Linked DNA regions of Arachis hypogaea: region 1 is linked to region 2. A link is a contact called in public Hi-C data. All regions are on one chromosome and are shown on one strand. The core of a region is the stretch at or near the end of the contact, and the rest is flanking DNA. Distances in the headings are between cores, read along the strand shown.

What was found. A called contact is a pair of places that touch in the nucleus more often than the background predicts.
Region 1: a Hi-C map of leaf shows a contact between it and region 2, with 4 times the contacts expected there. The contact joins the promoter of LOC112733325 here to the promoter of LOC112733324 in region 2. A contact is called at or near these places in 2 of 8 Hi-C or Micro-C datasets (leaf and an unstated tissue).

Annotation. Positions count from the first base shown.
Region 1 is chr13:128,214,201-128,219,464 of arahy.Tifrunner.gnm2.J5K5, reverse strand. It overlaps LOC112733325, which reads left to right and starts at 3,049. Exons shown (of 2, transcript XM_072212490.1): 1 at 3,049-3,588. The coding sequence starts at 3,198. The coding sequence ends at 3,533.
Region 2 is chr13:128,056,330-128,061,082 of arahy.Tifrunner.gnm2.J5K5, reverse strand. It overlaps LOC112733324 (protein neprosin), which reads left to right and starts at 2,943. Exons shown (of 7, transcript XM_025782252.3): 1 at 2,943-3,388; 2 at 4,014-4,100; 3 at 4,249-4,497; 4 at 4,600-4,753. The coding sequence starts at 3,230.

The DNA.
Region 1 (5,264 bases), core at 1,800-4,299, 160 kb before region 2:
TTCAAAGGCATCCTCAATCATTGAAGGGGAGAAAGTAGAAGGTGCTAAGGTATTTGTTCAAAAAATGAATTTTTTGTTTGTTTGTTTTCTCAAAGTTAGATCTTTATTTTGTTCAAAAAATATTATTGAGATAAAATCAAAGGTGAGAAGGAAGTCTTTAATTTAATGTAGTATTTTGTACAAAATTTGTTGCTTGAATTCTCTAATAAAGTTGCGGACAATGATAAATCCGAAGTGTTGAAAAATGCTATTACACCAACCAAGCGACTATCCTCAGAGTCGGAAGATTTGAAGGTGCAAGGAGATACCTCAACTTGCAAGAAGATCAAGATTGAAAATGAAACTTGAGAATTTGGATGCACATGTTATGAAATTCCTTTTAGAGTCTATCTAATAGAATAATGCTAAGCATATGTTTGTTTTGGTGGAAACATTGTTGTTTCTTGAGTTGTTATTTTTCTTTTGGTTCTTTTCGATTTTTATGTTTGGAATTTAGAATTTTTTTAAATATAAATTGAAGTTATTTGGTTATTACTTGTGGTTTTATTTTTAATTCGATTTACACCGTTGATATTCTGTTAATTTCTAATTTAGTATTTAATGTCATAAAGTTATAAATTTCTCATATGAATGATTATTGATACAATTAAGTTAGTTATTAATTTTTAATGCGTACTTATTTTAAAAAAATCTAATTATAATTTTTAATTAAAGTATTATGTTTTAAATTTAAATTCAAATAAATTTTTTTTTTTGAATTTTTAAGTAAGCAATTAGGTTTGAGAATATTTTTTAAAACTTTATATAATTTATAAGCTACTATGCTAATTATAAAAGATTATATTAAAGTAAATAAAATTATTAGTCTTATTAAAATGTGAGGTTATTTATACTATTTAAAAAAAATTTAATTTGACATTCTTCTATACTGAATTCTGTTTCTAATGTTGTTTCGACAAAATTGAATTAATTTAGAAAATTCTATTTAAAAATTTAAAATTTGTACTAGCTAATTAGGAAACTTTATTTAAAATTTTGAAATTTGAAATTTGAAATTCTAATACTAATTCATAATTAAGTGACTCTTTAACCGTTTCGATTTTTAAATTTAAATTTTTTTACTTGCCACATTTATAAATTTTCTCTTTACTCAATTTACATTGTGATCTTTTAGATTGTTTCTCCACAATAGAAGTACTTTCATTTTTTCTCTCTTTTTAAATATTTTTTCAAAATTTACGTAATTTATAAGGTTATTAATTTTTAGATTGTATTTAATTTTATTTATTTTTATCGACAAATAATAGGATTGATACTATTTATGACAAAACTAATAAAAATTATTTTTAAATTAACAAATTCTTATATTTCTAAACGTTTAATTAGAAAATTTTATTTAAAAAATTTAAAATTTGCCCTAGCTAATTTGAAAATTCTATTTAAAAATTTAAAATTTGAAATTCTAATACTAATTCCTATATTCTTAATCATGAAACTTCTAATGTCTTCTTCAGATCAAGATGAAGGTGAAATGAAGAGATTTGCTAATTGGATACTTGATGTTGGAAATGGAAATATTGGTTTTGTTGTTGGTGATGAATCAAAAATTGAAATTCCAGATAATCTATTGATTACAACTACTGATGACCCTCTCTCCCATTTGGTAGACTTTGCATATCCAAATTTATTGCAAAATATGTCAGACTACAGGTATTTTTAGAGTAGGGCAATTCTTGAACCCATGCTTGAGAGTCTCGAGAAGGTAAACGATTTTGTCTTGACAATTTTTCCAGGGATGGAAAAAGAGTATTTGAGTTCTGACACAACATGTCAAGCTGATGAGAATGAAGATATACAATAAGAGTGGTACACACCAGAGTTCCTAAATGACATTAAATGTTTGGGACTATCCAATCACAAGTTGACTTTGAAGCCATGAGTCGCTGTAATGCTACTGCGAAACATAGACCAGATTTCAGGTTTATGCAACAGGACAAGATTAATAATTAACAAACTTGGCAGCAACGTAATTGGAGCGACAGTAGTGACTAGTAGAAATATTGGAGATAAACTGTATATTCCAAGAATGAACTTGATCCCTTTAGATTTAAGATTATCATTTAAGTTCCAACGGAGACAATTTCCATTAACAGTATGTTTTGCAATGACCATTAACAAGAGTTAGGGTCAATCATTATTACATGTAGGCCTTTACTTGCCAAAATCAGTGTTCACCTATGGACAACTTTATGTTGCTTTGTCAAGAGTTAAGAGTAGCAGTGGTCTCAGAATTTTAATTCTAGACGAAGACGACAATCCAAAGTTATAAAAAACAAATGTCGTGTTCAAAGAAGTTTTTAATAATATTTAAGTAAGAATAATATTATTTTCATTTTAATAGCATGTTATGATTTACACTTTTGTATAAATATTTACTGTGGATATAACTAATTTATTTATAACTCTGTTTTCATATTTGAGATGAAATGTGTAACAAGGAGCACAACATCATATGCCAATTGCTTTTCTAATGAAGTTAGTAAGATACTAAGTTGTCGATAAATTTTTATTAGCCTTCTGATATAAAATTTAGTGTAAAATTGACATGCTATTATTACAATTATATATGTTTTTATTTTTTTCATATCTTCCTCCTTATGGTTCAAGAATATCATACTCTTCTATTTACTTTTTACTTTGAATAAAGATAAAACAACATATTCAGTACATTTATTATATAATAACGATAATCGTGTTATACTAAACTTAAAAAATTTATGATTATAAAATATTATTTTTAATTTAATATGTCAAATTTAAATATAAACTCGTGCATTGCACGAATTTAATACTAGTACACAAACACAACAACTCAACAAAGTGTCTGTACTTCTTAGAATACTACTAAATACTAATTACTAAGCAGAAGAGATGAAAAAAAAAAACAAAAAGAATATTTAGTCATAAAATATGAACGGGTTATTATAAATGATCGTAATAAATAATGGTAATGACGCGGACAAAGTACAAAGAGATTAGAACGAAAATGTGAGGGTCCAAAGTCTAAGTTCTAAAAATTCTCCAATCCAATAACAAGAACAAGATTAAGAGAAGTCAATCTTGCAAAAAATCTGGCATTGGATATTTATTCAATTTATGGATTGAATTCCAAGAGAGACAAAGTCAAAGGAATAAGAATGGTGTTCAGCAGCATGCTGGTGGTGTCAGTGGCACGTGTCTCCGGTGAGGCGTGGCAGTGGGCGGCGTGCATTGGTGAGCCACTCCCGACGGAGCAGTTGGTGGATCTTCTCTGCTGCTTACCTCTTCACCAATTGGGTCGTCTTGCTCTCTGCCTCTGCTCTTTCTTCTGCCTCCCGAACCCTGATTCCTACTACTACTATTCTTCTTACCTTCCTTCTGATGATGATGATGATGATGATGATGATGATCTTGCTGAAGATCATGATGATTATTCTTCTTCCACCTCCATTGACTTTGATGATGACTTCTACTACCATTCCCATTCTGATTGATAGTTTTATGCTGCTTTCTTGCAACTTCATGCCCCCACCCTTTTTCAGTTGTAAAGTATGTTCTTTTCCCTCCTCTCTATTCATGTTTATTGTTTTTAATTATTATCATTATTATTATTATTAAATCTGGGTTCTTGATGAAGTTTGTGTTTTTTAAATCTGGGGGTTTCCAAAGTTCCTGTTTTGATTGTAGATTCTGGATGTTTTTGGCTTCAAATATAATGGTTTTTTCTTTTTGTTTTGTTTTTTGTGTGTTGATTTTGGGATTATATGCTGTTATTTTTTGGCTGCTGTTATCTTGCTTGGTTTGTGAACTGAACACGTTCCATATTCCTAGATATGTTTTGCGGGGTTCTCTGTTACTTTGGATTTTTGTTGGCAATTCTTGTTTTGCATGATGCATTCTGTAACATATGCATTTCCATGGATGTGATGATGTGTCCACTGTTAAGATAAAAACAATTCCTGAAGCAGCAAAAGTAGGTCACACGTGATTAAGAAAGAATTGTAGTTACTCTTGTTGTTCACTTGGACTCTAAAATGCTTCGGAGTGATGTGAAAAGTTTAGATCAAAATCTACCAACACCAATCCACCATGATCATCAGGCTTATAGGGATAATATGTTTTCTACAAACTTCGAAATAAAATTTTAGAAATGTTTAAAAAGTGGATTGTTACAGAAGCATTTAGTCATTTAATAATTGTAGAAAAGGTTTAGGGTGATTGTGGAATCTAAATTTAGTGATTAGATCTGTGGCATTGTCATAATCATTGCATGCTTGCTAATCTTTGGTTAATAAAGCAAATGATGTACCTACTTGCCATGTTCCGTTTTATTTTTTAACTGAAATAAACTGTTAGCAACATCTTATAAGCTGCTAAAAACGAAAGAACCGTACATAATTCAGCATACAGCATACTAAATTATGTGCGGTTCAATCTTTTGTAACGACTTATGATATATTTATAAAACCTGCTTGTGGTCCTTCATTGATAGGTCATTTGAATTATCATAGCCTTTGCTGAAGTTTATGTCATATCTGAGGGTTGCTCTACATGGGCTGTTTTATTCGATATACATAATATTACATTTGTTTTGGTCAGTCTAACATTTGAAGCTAACAGAAACATGCATGTCTTAAACTTCTTGTGAACTATCAATGTGAATTGTGAGATGTCCTTGTTTATCTGAATTCTTGTGTGATTGTCTGAGAAGAGATACGATTGTCATTATTTTTTCAGAACTCAGAAGAAAATGACTTATTTTATTATTCAACACTAAATCTACAAGAAAAGTAGCTAGCTTATACCTCTGAGCATGCAATTTGCTAGTAATGAAACAAAGAATGCCAAAAAGATGAAAATGAACCCAATTCTGACATTAGAAATATCCTCCTATCAAGAATGACACCCCTTCCCCCTTTGTGAAAACCAATTCAGAGAATGAGGAATCAGATTGAGTCTTAGATGTGATGAAGAAGAAGGAGAGAATGAGAAGAGAGAGTGTCCGAACTTTCTGTTTTTTCTTTCTCATTGATTCTGAAAAAATGAGCCTTACAAGAGTGAACCTCACTCACTAACTACATCATCATTAGCTTATATATTACCACTCAATTTTCGGTACACGTTTACCATTCATAAATATCTTCTAACTAATTTCTAGCCGCTAACAACCACATAACAAACTTTCCACCTCAGCACCAACTGAATAACTAACTCCCTCATCTATT
Region 2 (4,753 bases), core at 1,694-4,193:
TTTTTAATAAAATTTTTAATTTTATTCCTAAATACCCCTATTTAATAAAAAAATTATAAAATTTAAAAAAAAAAAAAAGAAAAGAAGCCGTTTGGGGGGATGGGGAGAGAAAGGAAAAGGGTACATGAAGGGGGGAGGGGAGAAAAAGGGGAAAAGAAGAGGGGGAAGGGGAAGAGGAAGGGAGGGGAGGGGGACGGCGCCGGCGAAGCTTGGAGCTGTCGTCGCCGAAAGAAAGAAGAAAGGAGAGAGGGACTACGACAGGGGAGAAGAGAAGAGGGAAAGGTGATGCGTCGGCGCTGCTAGGGTTCGCCGCCGTCGTCAGATCGTCATTGGGAGACCACGCCGCTGAGTCGTCGCCGCCGATTTGCCCACAAGCTGCCGTCGGGGAAGCGCCGGTGGTTCTGTTTCAGCTTCTGCATCTGCTTCTTCTTCTGAATCTACTTCTTCTTCTACTTCTTCTGCTTCGGCTTTTGCATCTGCTTCTTCTTCTTGCTTCGACTTCTGTTCTTTGCTTTGGCCTCTGTTTTTTTGCTTCTGCTTGAGCTTCTGCTTCTATGACTGCTTCTGTTTTTACTTTTAATTCTGATTTTAATTTGTTGTTTTCTGATTTTATTGTTGTTGTATGTTGATTTGATTGTTGAATTTGTGTTGATTTGTTGAATTTGTGTTGATTTCATTGATCTTGTTATTCTTGGTGGTGGAAGTGTTGGTGCTGGTGGGAGGTAAAGGTGCTGGTAGTGGTGGAGGATATTTTTGTCCAGAAAAAGTTAAAAGGACGATTTTAAAACGAAAAAAAAAACATTAAGGATAATTCTAAATAAAAAATTACGTTAGAGACTGTTTCGATTCTAAACCCTCAACTTGGAACTAAAACAATACTTATTCCTTTAAATTCTAATTACACATAAATACTTGAGAGTTTATGTAATTAAGATATGGGTTAAAAAAAGGTGCAAAATTTAAAATATTAAAATATTTATTGTGTATTTGTGAAAATAAAAAGTTGAAAACCTTTTTTAATAATAACTTCATCATATGAGTTTATCAAATATGTGTCAATAGCACATGTTAAAATTACTAATTAAAATTTTTATAAAAAATTTAAAATTTAAAATTTTTAAATATTTATTATATATTTATTGAAATAAAAAATTTATTTTTTAATAATAATTTTATGATGTGTCCTTATCTTAAGAGTATATGTCAACAAAATCTTTAAGATATAAATGTCTTCAAATACAAACATAGTAGAATAACACTAAAGTTGGAACGAAAACAAAAGTAGGTCTTTTTAAGTTCATAAAAAGGAGGGGTTGTAGTCCCAAATGTCCTAAAAGCTAAGAATAATTTGATGTTGTAAGGCACGTTACAAAATAAATACACATTTAATTTAATCGATTACTCTCTCGTGTGAAATGAATAATAATTGGAACAAATTTGAAACGAAAAAGGATAAAACGGTAAAGTGGCTAACCCTAAGGGTCGTTTAATAAATACACACAGTATAATACGATAAAAAAGAATGCATAGTGCGTCTATTGAAACGACAAAAGTAGCTTAGAGTGAAGACTGAAGACACAACACATTCATGAAAAAATGCATTAAAAATACGAATGCACAGACCCACATATTCTTCGTTTTTATCCTTTTATTAAAAATAAACTTTTCCCCATGCTTTTTGGTTTTCCCCCTCGTGCAATTTCTAAGGTTAATTTTCTTTTAATACATTTTTTTCAACGTCTGATTAATATATTCCAATATTTTTTTCGGGTACGAATATTTGTGATGGAATTGAAGATGATGATGGTTGTGTCATGTGATGTTCCACCTTCAACGTTTCGCTTTACTGTGAACAACTGAACACTGTTATGACATGAAAAAGGAGAGGGAAAAATGACAAGGTAGTAGGGAGAGCTAGAAGGTGATTCTCCTTAATTTATTAATAATTAATATTTCTTTAGATTATAATAATATTTTAAATGTTAATTTTAAAATTTATTTTCATTGATTTGCCTTACAAAACTAAACTATTTCTTTTATTTAAAATCTTATATTAAAATTTGTTAAATTATATGATTCATAGTTTTGGTCTTGGTTATAGCTCTACTATTAAGTGCAACTGACCAAAATTAAGAAAATTAGATGTCACATATTAACATCAACGCATGGTGGATTGAACTAATAAGTATTTTCTAATATTCGCATTTTGAATACCGAAAAAATGACTAAGGCACATGTTCAGTTAGCAAGTTAGCATTTTAGGTTAACAGTAGGCCTATACATTTTTTTAGTGTATATTAGGAAAAATTTCAAATGTATCGAGCAACACCGGTATTCTAATTGTTTTAACCGTTGATTTCAATTAATATATATTATATATATTATTTACTTAGAATTTAATTTCCATTATATAAATAATTAATTATGTATTATTATAGTAAAAATAATTAATTTTAAATTTATTATTTAAAAAATAATTTAAATATAATAATATAAAATTCTCTACACAATTAGTATATTGAAATTATTATTAGTCTTAATCTTACATATTATATGACATGTCATGGCACTTCATATATTTTTTCGGTTATGAACAATTAATTAATAGTTAATAAAATTAAATATTATTATTTTTATTCTAATGATCTTATTATTTTTTTTATAAATTTATACAAATATATAATACAAAAAATTATATCTAAAATAACATTATGGAATTATCATTTCGTTAATAATATTGTTAACATAATAATAATAATAATGTTTTCATAAAGTGAAAAGAGAAAATCTATTCTTCAAAAAAAGGCAATCTTTCTTTCATTTTAATAAATTTAACTTTAATGCGTATAAAATATTTTATATAATTATATAATTATGTTTATTTTTTTAAATAATTATTTATATATTTAATATAAAAAGTAAAAACGTTACTAATTTGATGCATGTCTAAAACGAAGGGGCATCAAAATTAAATTAATTTTAACAAAAGAGAAGAAAGTGAGATGAATAAAAGAAAGGAGATAGCTTAATGTGAAGTGAGAGTGGGGGAGTGAGTGGCTTCCTTCATAGAAAGCGGAGCAGCACAAAAAAGTGAGGTCTCCATTGTTTTCCATTGGATTTTTGCGTTGCGTTGCATTCTCCAATGCTTTCTCTCAACACCCTCCAACACAACCCCTAACCCTGCATCTCCGTTTTCCTTCTTCTTCTTCTTCTTTCAAAGCAAGCAGCTATGGCTTCTTCAGTAGTGTTGTTTTCTCTGTTGTTATTGTTGTTGTTGGGTCTCTTTAGTTCTCACTCCTGTGCTGCTAGGCTCGGTGGTTCAAGACAGAAGCTTGAAGTCAATAGGCATTTGAATCGCTTGAATAAGCCTCCTGTTAAGACCATTCAGGTCTTCTTCTTCTTCTTCTTCTTCTTCCCTTTTTGGTTTCCCCCAAAAGAAAAAAAAATGTTTTTAATTAGGGTTTTTCTTTTTCCTCCCAAAGAATAGTTTGGTTTTGAAGAAAAAATATTATTTTTTTATTTGGGTAAGCTAAAGGGGGTGATGTTGTGTTTGAACAGTGATTTGTGTGGCTTTCAGATATTTTTCACTCAGGAATCAAAATAATCTTTGGCTCCTACTGTTTATTTTTTTGACGTATTTCCTCCCCGGATTGTATAAAAAAAATGTAGATCTTTTATGTTGACATTTTGATTTCTTCAAGCTATGTTCTATACTTCTATGTTTTTAATATTTTCTTCTACCTGTTCATACTTCTTATTTCCTGGAAAAAGAAAAATTCCCTTTGTCTAAGAAATTATTGGCTGGATTCTGAAGCAGTAGCAACTAGAAAGTACTGGAAGGAAAGAACTTGGGCGATGATTTTCTTTTCTTGGCATTCCCCACTTTTTATCAAAATCACCTACTGAACATTAGAAAAAATGGAAATATAATTAACGAAGCTTTGCTTTGAATATTTTATTTTGCTTAGTATTTTTTTTTGTAGTGTTAATAGTGTGATTTATGGATTGTGCAGAGTCCAGATGGGGATTTCATAGATTGTGTGCATATCTCTAAGCAACCGGCTTTTGATCATCCTTTCCTTAAAGATCACAAAATTCAGGTCCATATTATCTTCACACAGAATCTAATCTTTGGTTTATTCTCTCCTATTATTATTACTATTATTATTATTATTATCAGTTTTTTTCTTAAACTTTTATGTTTGTTTTTCCCTAACACTGGATTGCATTATTGGTTAATTGATTTAGATGAGGCCTAGTTTCCACCCTGAAGGGCTATTTGATGAGAACAAGGTTTCTGAAAAACCCAAAGAGAAGATTAATCAGCTGTGGCATGTGAATGGGAAATGCCCCGAAGACACAATACCAATTCGGAGAACAAAGGAAGAGGATGTCCTTAGAGCTAGCTCAGTTAAAAGATATGGAAGGAAGAAGCACAGGTCAATCCCGAAGCCTAGGTCAGCACAACCTGATCTTATTAACCAGAGTGGTCATCAGGTATTATCGATTGTTCCTCTTAATTTTTTTTTTTCAATTTTGATGTTTTCTATTTTATAATTGGCATTGGTCTAATTTACTTGCTGGTTGTTGTTGATTCAGCATGCAATAGCATATGTTGAAGGGGACAAGTACTATGGAGCAAAAGCCACTATTAATGTGTGGGAACCTAAGATTCAGCAGGCGAATGAGTTCAGCTTGTCGCAGCTCTGGATATTAGGAGGCTCGTTCGGCCAAGATCTTAACAGCATTGAAG